Regions from separate parts of the Sus scrofa genome. Here region 1 is linked to region 2. The links are chromatin contacts, called in public HiChIP or PLAC-seq maps. All regions are on one chromosome and are shown on one strand. The core of a region is the stretch at or near the end of the contact, and the rest is flanking DNA. Distances in the headings are between cores, read along the strand shown.

Region 1 (5,879 bases), core at 1,345-3,844, 110 kb after region 2:
ATCCCCTTTCTAATATTCCTGTCTTATTGCATTGGCTTATTTGGCTTATCCAGAACATTCAGTAATGCAGCACTACCAGGCATTCTTGTCTTGCTCCTGATTTTTAATGGGAATGCCTCCATGGCTTCACCATTTAATATAATGCCACCTGTGATGCTTATGATAAAACATCTTTATTATATTAAGAAAAATATTTTTGTTCTAAGTAGTTTAAAAAAAAAAACTGGTAATTTATCTTTATTTTTTAAATATGAAAGGTAGCAAGAAGGATATATGGTGAGAAAGTATTTCTCTTGCCTTTATCCCCAGACACCCAGTTCCCCTCGTCACAGGCAAACTTTATTAGTTTATTTATTTATTTTATTCTTTTCTTTTTAGGGCCACATATGGAGTTCCCAGGCTAGGGGTCAAATCGGAGCTATAGCTGCCTGCCTACACCACAGCCACAGCAACATGGAGTCCAAGCTGCATCTGTGACCTAGACCATAGCTCACAGCAAAGACGGATCCTTAACCCACTGAGCAAGGCCAGGGATCAAACCTGCATCCTCATGGATACTAGTTGGATTCATTTCTGATGAGCCACAATGGGAACGTCTTCTTTTCTTTCTTTCTTTCTTTTTTTTTTTTAAGTTTTTTTCCATTTTTGGCCACACCCACGGTGTACGGAAACTTCCCAGGCCAGGGATCGAATTTGAGCCACATCTGTGACCTATGCCACAGCTGTAGCAATGTTGGATCTGTAACCCACTGCGCTAGGTCAGGGATCGAATTGGCAATGCCACAGAGAGGAGCCAATTATTAACCCACTGTGTCGCAGCAGGAACGCCTCCTTTTTACTTTTTTTAGAGATGTTTTGTGCTTATACAAGTCTCTAGGGTTGCCATAATAAAATGTCACAGAATGGGGGGCTTGAACAACAGAAATGTACTCTCTTACAATTCAGGAGGCTAACGTCTGAGACTAAGGCATGGGCAGGGTTTGTTTTTCCTGAGGCCTCTCTCCTTGGCTTGGAGACAGCTGTCTTCTCACTGTCTTCTCATGGCCTTTGGGCATGTGCATCCCTGGGGGTTTCCTTTTCTTATAAGGATACCAGTCATAATGGTTTGGGCCCCACTCTCATGATCTGCTTTAAATTTACCTCCTTAAAGACCGTTTCTCCCAATACAGTCACCTTAGGGGGTTAGGGCTTCAACATATGAATGGGAAGGGGGTACAATTCAATCCCTAACAACAAACAAATACTAATACGTGTATGTGGAGGGGGCATGTGTGTGTGGGTGTATTCCTTTTTTTCCACCTTTTACATAAATAGCAGTATGCTATTCACATCACGCTTTTTCTTTTTCTTTTTTTTTTTTCTGTTTCGACTGCCCCACAGCATATGGAATTCCTGGCCCAGGGATCGGATCTGAGTGGCAGTTGCAACCTAAGCCACAGTTGTGGCAATACCAGATCCTTAACCCACTGTGCTAGGCCCAGGGATCAAACCTGCATCCCAGTGCTCCCAAGACACCACCGATCCCATTGCGTCACAGTGGGAACTCCACATCCTGCTTTTTAAATATAACACCGTATCTGGGAAATCTAGCCACACCAGTACATAGAAAGTTTTCTGCTTTTTAATGGAGTGTAATTTATGGAACCAGCCCTTTACGAATGGACTTGAGGTTGTTGCCAATGTCCTGCTTTTAGGGATAAGTTGCCTGTGCAGTCTTATCCATCATCATGCATGTCTCTGTGGGATAAGTTCTAGGAGGCAGGCGTACGTTGGCCATGTTGACAAATGTTAACACCCAGCCTCCCCCGTGTGGGTGAAGCCCCTGGCTTTCCCACCAGCAGCACAGGAACATCCCCGCTGCCTCACCCTGCCCACAGGATGCTCTCTCACGTCCGGTCTCTACCAACCTAATGGTTCCCATTCACCTGTCTCTTCCTTCAGAGGAGGCCAAGAATCTTTTCACAAGTACCTGGGCCATCTGAACAACATTTTCCTGTGGCTTCTGTCCGTGTCCTTTGTCCTTTTCCCAGTGTGTCACTGTCTTCTGCTTATGGATCTGTCTGAGGCGCTGACCCAAGGCAGGGCGCCGTCTTCAGTTTGCAGATCAGGATCTCTTCTCAGCTTTGGTTGAGTTGTTCTGGGTTTTGCTCTGGTTTCTTCCTCAGGACCATCCATCACTCATTACTTGACTCACTTTTCTGTCATTCATCCGTCTCACCTTCTCCGCATGTATCCTTTCCTCCTGGCGCTTAGGGGAGAGCCCCAAACTTATCCTACGTAGGTGTTTTTAGTGACAGGGAATAGGAAATCCCCTTACCAGTGACTCAAACAATCAGGGCCTCTGTGATCTCTGAACAAGAAGGTCAGAGGTAGACCATTTCAGGATTAGCTAATTCGGTGACACAGCAGCTCAGACCAGGTCCTTCCCTTCTCCACCATCTTTGGTGGATGGATGGAGGGTGTAGTTCTAGGCATCACATGCAGAACAGGGACTGTCCAGCAGAAGAGCGGGGCAGGCCTTCCCATGGGACTCTTTAGTAAGAATAAGGGGACTCTCCCCAATAGTCCCCCACAGAGGCCACCTCATGAGTCACTGGCCAGCTGGGCATCCATGACCAAGCTTAAGACAATCATTGATGAGGGGGAATGACACCCTGGTGGTTGGCTTAGACCAACCAAGAGTCACCTCCTGGGGCTTGGAGGGGCCAGGGCCTGCCCCCCTTCCCCCCAAAGCACACAGGGCTCAGGAGAGAGAAGGTAATATAGGTTCTGTTCACATGGAAGAGGTGGAGAGTATGGCTCTTGGCCAACAACCACCAGATTCTGCCATATTCCTGCACATCACTGATTCAAAGTTCTACTCTTTCTATTCTGTTTTCTGCTGCTTCCAGTGTCAATGTCCATTCTTTGGGTATATTTTTAGTTCCCTCAGGATCTTTCTAGGCACACCTGCCTCCTTTACTCTTTCTGCCTCATCTCTGCCCGCTCCCTTTCCTTACAATCCAATGACATTTATCATCTCATGTTTACCTCATTTTAGGATCACATTGCCTTGGCTTATATTGTGAACCCAACATAAAGGCTTTCTACAATTCACTTCCGTTTCCTGCAGTAAATCTTTTTTAAATATGTGTTTTTCTCCTTAGGGGTGAGCTTCCCCATCTTTCCTATTGCAGGATGGTTTCATCCAATATTAGGATTTTTTTTTTTTCTGGTGCTTTCCTTGGATCAGATGTCGGCTCAGGTCTGGCCTTCGGTGGGCTCTGGCTTTTTGGTCCCCCTCTCAGTCCACCTGGTTGCTATTAGAACCCTCATTTCAGATCCTTAAGCCCGAGCCTTGGCTGTTAAGACCCAAACTGGAGCCAAATTCCCCACGTCTGGCAGCGATTTTCCTGGAGGGGCTCTGCTGGCTGAGGAGGCATCTTCCACTTCTGCCTGGTTGCCTGACGATCCAAAGGGAAATTTATTCATAGATAATTTGAAACAGTCTGAAGTCCTTCCAATGCCAGATAGAGTGCATAAAAAATCCACACGCCCCCAAGGGTAGCATTCCCACCACTATTCCTGTCTTCACCCTTCCTTTCTTCTAACTTGAAGTCCCAGAAACCGATGACCACCATCCGTCTACTACTGCCTGGGGCCAGGTTCCCTGCTGGGGATTCATGTGCCCAACTGGGCAGGGAAGGGAGGTGCCCAGGGAGGAATGGAGTGTAAAATGTCTCTGGTAGCCCCTAGAATGCAGCTGGGGGTGGCTCCCCTCTCCGTGGTCAGAAAAAGCCCTAAGTCATTGAGGTGATCCATGCAACGATGGAACCCACCCACTGCCTTTCTGCTTGGCCCTGCCATCTTGCCTGATGGCGCTATTTATGCTTTTCCCCTTGAGATGGATGGACAGGAGCCAGTTATTCCTCGTTGTCATGACTGTTGCAATTCTTTCTAATTCTGCAGGAGCGAAGAAAGCAAACCGGTCCCTTTGACTCTACACGCCTTTTAGTTTTTGTCTCTCAATAGTGTATTGAAGCATTTCCCCCCTTTTGTTTGTTTGTTGTGCTAACATACTAGAAGAAAAAAATAAGTCACCAGGACCTTTGTTTTTCTCCATATGAATCTCCAGCTGGTTCCTATTCTGGGATCCCATTCCTGCCAGCATAACCAACTTCTGATGGCTTCGCAGGCAAGGCTAGTGGCATTTTTTGTTCCATTTAAAAAAAAAAAAAAAAAAAACTCAAACAGAAGCCCCCAAACCACCCCCCACCCCATCCATAATCCATATGCATAAAATCCCAAGGATGTCCCTTGAGTGGCTCTCACAGTCACCAGAAGGACAGAATGCTCACACCCATGACAGCTTGGCGGCAACTGCAAGCTTGTCGTTTGTTCCGTACATCTTGGTGGCGCCCTCCCCAGCCAGGACCATCTTGGCTTAGCGTGGCCCCATCGCTGGGTCGGGTTTGTTTCCTCTTTCCCTTTCCTGTTTCGTGCTGGAGGATTTTTCAGGGCCAGCCGATCAGGCCAGGTCCACTCTGGTGACCTCCGGGGGTACACCTTCTCATGGGAGCTGGTCACTCTGGTGCATGCTTCTCTAGGACCAGCTGAAGTGAGAAACTGCCTCTGAGCCAGTCAATTGAACACTTTTTCTCCTCCTTAATCAAGCTCCCAGCCCAGGCCCCCTGGTGAACGTGTATCTCTGCAGAAGGGAGCTCTAAGTGTTGTGCCAAGGGAGCCTGGCTGCAGAGGCTGAGGCAGGGCCTGTAGATGCCCTTCACATGCCCTGAGGGGCTGGTGCAGCCCCCCTCCCTGCTTCGGGTTGCTCAGTGGGTGTGCATCACTAATGATGGATATTTTGATTGACAATGAAAAGCAACATATCTCATTTCCATTCCAGCAAAAATGAACGTCTTTAGAGAATTTATAATGTGTGCATATTCAGATTGCTTTAGGAAGCCAATGCTTTTCTTTGTTTTCGGCTGTGGATTTTTTATTTTACTCTATTTTCCAAAAGTCATTGCCTTGTTTTCTTGTAGCCCCTTATGAGGTGAGCATTAGGAACTGAATGTTTGTGTTCCCCCACAAAAAAAAAAAAAAAAAAAATTTGTATGTTAAAGTCCTAACTCCCAGTGTGATGTATCTGGAGGCAGGGCCTTGGAGAAGTTATTAGGGTTAGATGAGGGTTGGGCCCCCATGTGTGATTAGTGGCCTTACAAGAGAATAAGAGAGAAATCCATCTCTGTCTCTGTCGCTCTCTCTCCCCGCTGCCCTCAAGTGTAGGCTATATGAACACACAGTGAGAGAGTAGCTGTCTACAAGCCCAGAAACCGGTCCTCACCAGACACAGAATCTGCCAGTGCTTTGATGCTGGACTTCCAGCCTCCAGAACTGAGAGACAAATGTCTGTTGTTGAAATCACCCAGTCTGTGGGATTTTGTTATAGCAGCCTGAGCTGAATAGGACAGTCAGAATGACAGGTTTATGCTCGTTTTACAGATGGAAAAACTGAAGCCTAGAGAGGTTATGGCTTATCCAAGAATATGTCTCCATTTAGCATGAAAGCCAGGATAGAAACACACATTCCCAGTATTTCTAACAGAACTCACTTCCCTGGATCACATGACTCAACTCTATTGAGACGCTGCTGATTAAGGGAAATAACTCCCAACAGGACACTCACTGGTCACCTTCCATGTCCTAGGAGCACCAATCAGCACTTTCCCACCGGTTTTCATCTTCTACAAATTAGAACTCAGAAGATCAGAGAGGTTAAGTAACTGGCTCGAAGTCACACAGCTAATAAGCAATAGGGGTAGGATGTGAATGCATGGGTGTCTGAACTAAGTGACGCTTTCTCCCTGAGCCACCTGGGTTTAATGAGGTGGATGGAT
Region 2 (5,884 bases), core at 1,730-4,229:
GCCTCCATCCCGCTTAGCACTCTGGACAGACGGACACAGGCCTGTCCAGGCCCCAGCGCTCTTGTCCCGGTCCCCACGGGCTGCCCCAGCCAACGAGACTGCTGGGAACCAAGGCAGGCACGGGCGGGCGAAAGGGCGGGTGCCGCCTGGGGCGAGCGGATGCTCCGAGGAACTGGACTGTTTTTTTTTCACACATCGTTGCCGCAGCGGTGGGAAGGAAAGGCAGGTGTAAATGATGTACTGGTTTACAGGGTATATTTTTGATACCTTCAATGAATTAATTCAGATGTTTTACGCGAGGAAGGACTTACCCAGTATTATTGCTGCTGTGCTTTCGATCTCTGCTTCCCGTTCAAGAGGTGTGTGCAGGCCGACAGCCGGTGACCCCATCTTCTGCAGGACCGAGGGGGCGGGGGCTGCCAGCTCACGAGCCCCCCTGCGTCCTCCCTCCCTCCCTTCCTTGGGCAGAATGAATTTGATGGGTGTTCTGTGACCGCCATCTGCGCACGGCGGTGGCGTCCTGTCATTTACACACGTTGTTCTCATTAAAAAACGAATTATACTCGTGTTACAGAGGCTCCTTCTCTACCTTGGACCAGACAACCCAGGGGGGCAGGGGACTGGGGCGGTGGGGACCGGTGGGAATGTAACCCTGCAGGGGACACAGGCACATCCCCTGACTTGCCGGGCTGGTCCCCTTTGCAGGCAAATGTTCACACCCACGGTGAGGATGTCACCGTGCCAACAGTGAATAATTACAACCCACGGTAAGAGTAATGATTTTCACACCCATGAGGAAAGTATCAGATGTTCACACCCCAGGCTGTGAGCCTGAGGGGTGAGGGTGGGGGGTCTGCATCCTCAGGGACTCTGCCCAGCCTCCCTAGCTCTCAGTTTACCCTGTGAGCCTGTGCCATGAGGCAAAAACAATCAGCAGGCTTTGGAGGCCCAGGAGGCTCAGCCTGGCCCCTGGGCTGCACTACTGATGCTGGCAGGCAGGTGGCAGTGTTGGGCCAGCAAAGGGTTTTATCCTGGGTGGGGCCTCCCTCCATCCAGGGTGCAGGCCAGCCCCCACCTAGAATCCAGGATGGGTCGGGTGTGCTGGCCACAACAGCCACCAAGGGTGGTCAGCTGTAGTGAGGCCAGAGTGATGTGGGGGTGGGGTACAAGTGTCGGCCCACATGGTCATTTCTGCCAGCCCCCTGTCTCCATGGCCTCAGAATTGGTACCACTTGGCACTTCTGTCTTTGCTGAGGGTTAGCGGCACAGCCCCCATACAAGGATGTTCGCAGGGTGTAAGGAGACCTCTCAGCCCCCAAAGGGTTCATCCCTTCTCAGCTCCTCTCTTCTCTGGGTATTTACTGACACACCACAAACTACTGGACAGAACTTCTCAAGAGCAAAGCTCTTGTCTTCCTCTTCCCAACCCTGTTGTTGACTGAACCCTCTGGCCACCACGTTGAGCTGAACTGACACCATGAGAATCAGATTCAGTAGGAAAATAGAACGTGATTTGTGAAGTGCACAACAGCTGTTGGCTTAGGATGGTGTGAAGTTGGTCAAAATGCAGATTCCTGGGCTCTGCCTAGAGGATATGCATGATTTGGTAGGTCCAGGGCGGGGCCTGGGAATCGGTTTTCATCTAGCAGCCCAGGTGCTTGTGATGCCAGTGACTTGCAGCGCTCACTATGGTGGTGGGGGTGATGCCCCAGGTTGGAGCTAGACCCTGGCCACTTCACTTGCATCTGGCCAGCAGGTCCCCAAGACACTAGGGTTGGCTTCTGGGACCAGGTGACACAGACACTGTGACAACTGAACTGGAGTAATCAGGGTGGCTTCTTGGAGGTGGTGGTTCTTAAAGAAAGGATGGACCGAGTGGAAGAAACCTGTATGGGCAGAGGTTGGAGGAGGACACCGGCGGGGGGGGGGGGGGGGGGCGGGAGGACAGGATTTCTGAGAGGGAACAAATAACGCCCAGTAAGGTAATTTGCTGGTTTTATGAAGTTGGGGGCTTGTTGGCTTGCAAGATCGCTGGATGGATTGAGGGAGAAACAGGCTAGGAGACCAGTGCGGGGCCAGTATGGGGAGCTGGCACAGTAGAGAAGGCCAAGACAGAGCCCCCTTGCCCCTGGGATGGGGTCGAGGCCAGACCACTTATGGGGCAGGTGAGGGGCCCTATGACGTGCGAGTGAGGGGTCACTGTGGAGCCAGCTGCCACTTAATGGCCACGTGACCCTGGCCAAGTCATTTGAACCCTCTGTGCCTCCGTTTCCCCATCTGTAAAATGGGACCGTGATACAGCTGTGAGGAGTGCCTCAGAGAGAGGATGTTTAATTCGGCCAAGACATGGTTTACTCGCCTGTGCACGAGTCACAAGTGGGACAAGGCAAGGAGGGAAGACAAGAATGTGTTCGCTAGGCTAGGAGGGAGGAGGAGAAGCTTCAGCTGATCCGGTGAAGCCTATCTGCTTGTTAACGTGAGTAAACTGATTTGATCACGGGCAGCTGGTGGGAGGGCTCCCTGGGCTTTCGGCCCTAGGAAGGCTAAGAAGAGGCCTCAAAAGAAATCGGTTTGGGAGTTCCTGTTGTGGCTCAGTGTGTTACACACCCAGCTAGTATCCATGAAGATGAGCGTTCGATCCCTGGCCTCACTCAGTAGGTTAAGGATCCCGCATTGCTATGGCTGTGGTGTAGGTCGGCAGCAGCAGCTCCAGTTTGACCCTTATCCTGGGAAGTAACATGTGCTGCAGGTACGACTCAAAAAAGAAATGGGTTTGTTTTCAAGGATTCTCCAGGAAGCTACGAGGGTTGAGCTGTGTTGGCCATGTGGCAAGCTGCCTTCCACCCCACCGCCTCTGGATTTCAGCCAGATCCTGCTTCCTCGTTAGAATTTGTCACCAGCCACCTCACAGTCATTGGGAAGATTAAATGCGTAAGATGCTGACAGCGGGGCCGGGCCGTCTGCAGGCAGTGAGTGCTCTGTGTACGCATCAGCCGCCACGGCTGCTGTTCTTGTGGCTACTCTGGGGAGAGGAGACGGGACAGTGGACGGAGTATCTGTTGGGGATGGGGGAGGGGAGGCTTCCAGGTTGGATGTGAGGCCTGCGATTGGCAGGGGTGACAGCAGAAGAGGCGGAGGCGAAGGGAGTCGGGACGAGTGTTTGTGGGCCAGAGCCAGCCCTTGAGCGTGGGAAGTGTTCCTGCCCCTGCGAGAGACGGACGACGCCCTGAGCTGCCCCCACCAGGGTCCCTGCTCAATTCAATTGCAGCAGAAGCTTTACGGTCCCAGCCACCAGGGAGGTGAGACCCTGTGCCCGTTTTGCAGATGCTTAGAGAAATTAGGGACAGGCTCTTTCCAGCGCCGTGCCCTTCCCCTCCCAGGGGCCTTAGAGAGGGACATCTGCCCCTCTGGGGGCTTGCCTGATGCATCGGGATCGGGAAGGGGGGCTGGGAGGAGGGCAGTCGATGGAAGGACCTTTTGCAGGCAGCATCCTGAGCCTGGGCAGCGGGGCACACTGGCCTCCAGTCTTTATTTGGGGGTTAGAACTCCCAAAGGGCTGGGGCAGGATTTAGAGGAAAGTAGCACCTCTTTCTGCCGGGGTCTGAGGAAAACCGGGGTGCGCTTGGGGGCCCACAGCCCGTGCGCCCCACCAACTTCCTCTTCCTCCCTGGCTGGGCCTCATGGAGCCCCCTGCGTACAAGAGGCAGGCTGGGGTTCCAACATCCCCAGGGAAGGAGAAAACCTTTGGCAGCCAAAAGACCCTTGGAAATATTCCAAGTGCAAGAGAATGACCTTGCTCGCTTCTCAGAGGCATGCATGCTACCTGGTCCCCAAGGAGACACTGAGATGGAGTTCAGAGAGCATGAGGCCCATCAGGGGTGACACCGGCAAAGACAAAGGGACCAGAAGCAGGACCCAGCAGGGACTAAGTCTTGGTCAACCAAGAGCCAAGACCCATGGAAGGGGTCCCATCCCATCTAGCTCCCACCGGCTGGGCACCGGGAAGGGCCTGGCTGCAGCTGGAACACTATAGCTGGAGGCCATCAGCTGCTTGTGTGCCTCAGAGGTGGCTTCTTGCAGAAGGACCCCAGGGGCACCGCCAAGGTCGAGGATTCACTGGCACCATAACTGCACGTGTTGGGAAGCCCCGCCCATGTTTCCTTCAAAGTGGACAGATTAGAGTTGTGACTGGAAAGCAAAGTTGAATCTTCCTGGTGCCAGCGATGTACCCCCCAGGCATGCATGTTTGCATAGAATCCCCTCTCTCAAGAACATGTTCCAAGGCTGCTTAATGTCTCCCTCATTGCGCTCACAGTCTGGGGTTCCAGAGGCCCCTCAAGGACAAGGATAAGATGGGAAGATGTTGTAACATGGTCAAGGCCACTGCTTAGTGGAGGCAGCTCAGGGCCCTCCTCCAGGGACAGGGCAGGTGTTGGGGGGTCCACCGAGGCCCAGCATGCAGAATGCAAAGCATGGGAGCATCAAACATGCAATTCCCAGGACCTTCCTTGAAATCGTCCCCCAGACAAGTCCCAGCCTGGAGCCTGGGCCTCTGCACTTTTAACATAGCTCCTGGGTGGAAGTGGTGCCCCTGACATGGGGGGACAGCCACAGGGCTCTGAGCCTGCAGAGCCTCCCTGTCCTGTGCGCAGCGGGGAAGGACCGTGGGCCTGTGAAAACCAATCCTGTCCTTGTGGGCCCTGAGGGTGTCAGAAACAAGGAAGAGGGAGCCTCTTTGGGTTTGCATGTTTTATTAAGATAATCAGTTGATTCTTAAGTTATTTCTTTGTTAATCAGAAAGCATCTCTGTGGAGAGAACAAGCACAGTCTGCGTAGATACGTAAAATATATCAGTCACTTTGCCTCCCCCGAACGTGAGCTCCGAGTCACCCCTCAGCCCCCGACGAGGAAGCTAAAGCCCCAGCCTCTGCTCCACATTGCAGGGGGCGGCCTGGGGAGTGGTGGGGGCGGCCCCATCCACTGGATCCATTCAGCTCTGACAGCAGCTCCTTGGCCACATCAGGGTCTTCTGGGGCATTCGTCCTGGGCAGCCCCGAGCATCCTGGCTTATCCTCTCCCTCTCCCGACCTGCATGTGTAAGGGGCGCCCAGCAGCACTGGTCCTGGAAGAGTCATCACAGGAGGGGCAGGAGGCCTGAGTGAGGGTGCCCCCCCCCCCACGGAATCTCTTTAAGCTGTCAGCTGCTGGGGATCTTGGCGTAGGGGCTGTGGTCATTTCTGAGCCCTTCCATGCCTCCCTGGGCACCTGGCTCGAGCGCTCTGGCGAACAGGGATGAGGCTCTGGACACAATGCTCAAAGGCCTCAGTGCAGACAGCTCTGCCCTTCATCCCGCACACTGGGGCTCAGGCCCTGGGCAGCTCAGGCTGGTCCATCCCAGGCTGCTCCCCACGCTTCCAACACTAGCCACGGCATCAGTGTCCACTGTCCGACAGAGGCTGCCAAGCCACGGCTCTGGGTGTTCAGCTGCACACAGTTCAAAGTCCGGCTCCGGAAACAGCCCTCTCCAGGAGCATGTGGTGGTGCCTGGATGACACCCCTCTGCCCTCACATGCAGCCTGGGAGCTGGGGCAGCGGGGTGGGGGGCCCAGGTGCTAAAGAGCACCCACCTCCAGCCAAGGCTGGGACACCTCCCTCCTGCCAGCACTCAGGGTGTCCCCCGCTTCAAGGGCAGCCAAGGACACACGTCTCCTTCTCTCCCTGCCCATGTCTCCTCTCCCTGCCCATCGGGACAGCCACTGCCTACCCACCAGGTGCTCCTCGTGGGCCAGCAGCCAGGCCCCCGCTGCCTCATGCTGTGTAGGTGCTAATAAGATAGTTGTGTTGATTAGTTGGCCATGCAGACCAGACAGGATGCTGCCGGGGG

The links. HiChIP or PLAC-seq counts read pairs in DNA pulled down with a chosen protein or histone mark.
Region 1: an H3K27ac HiChIP or PLAC-seq map of alveolar macrophages shows a contact between it and region 2, with 9 times the contacts expected there. The contact joins two enhancer-like sites. A contact is called at or near these places in 1 of 5 promoter capture datasets (liver), 14 of 47 Hi-C or Micro-C datasets (alveolar macrophages, blood, epiblast stem cells and 7 more) and 2 of 2 datasets of contacts at active chromatin or transcription factors (alveolar macrophages and skeletal muscle).

Annotation. Positions count from the first base shown.
Region 1 is chr14:28,933,052-28,938,930 of Sscrofa11.1, forward strand. All of the region lies in intron 2 of LOC110256597 (a long non-coding RNA gene), which reads left to right. Among named protein-coding and RNA genes, the nearest start is that of RFLNA, 95 kb to the left of the region's middle. Within about 2 kb of position 2,595, at least 3 of the 83 cell types and tissues checked have an H3K27ac peak or open chromatin away from gene starts, as enhancers often do. A contact at or near this core is called in alveolar macrophages, where this site is marked.
Region 2 is chr14:28,818,837-28,824,720 of Sscrofa11.1, forward strand. NCOR2 (nuclear receptor corepressor 2) reads left to right here. Exons shown (of 49, transcript NM_001044576.1): 49 at 1-568. It overlaps RFLNA (refilin-A), which reads right to left. Exons shown (of 4, transcript XM_021072253.1): 4 at 4,735-5,884. Among named protein-coding and RNA genes, the nearest start is that of RFLNA, 20 kb to the right of the region's middle. Within about 2 kb of position 2,980, at least 4 of the 83 cell types and tissues checked have an H3K27ac peak or open chromatin away from gene starts, as enhancers often do. A contact at or near this core is called in alveolar macrophages, where this site is marked.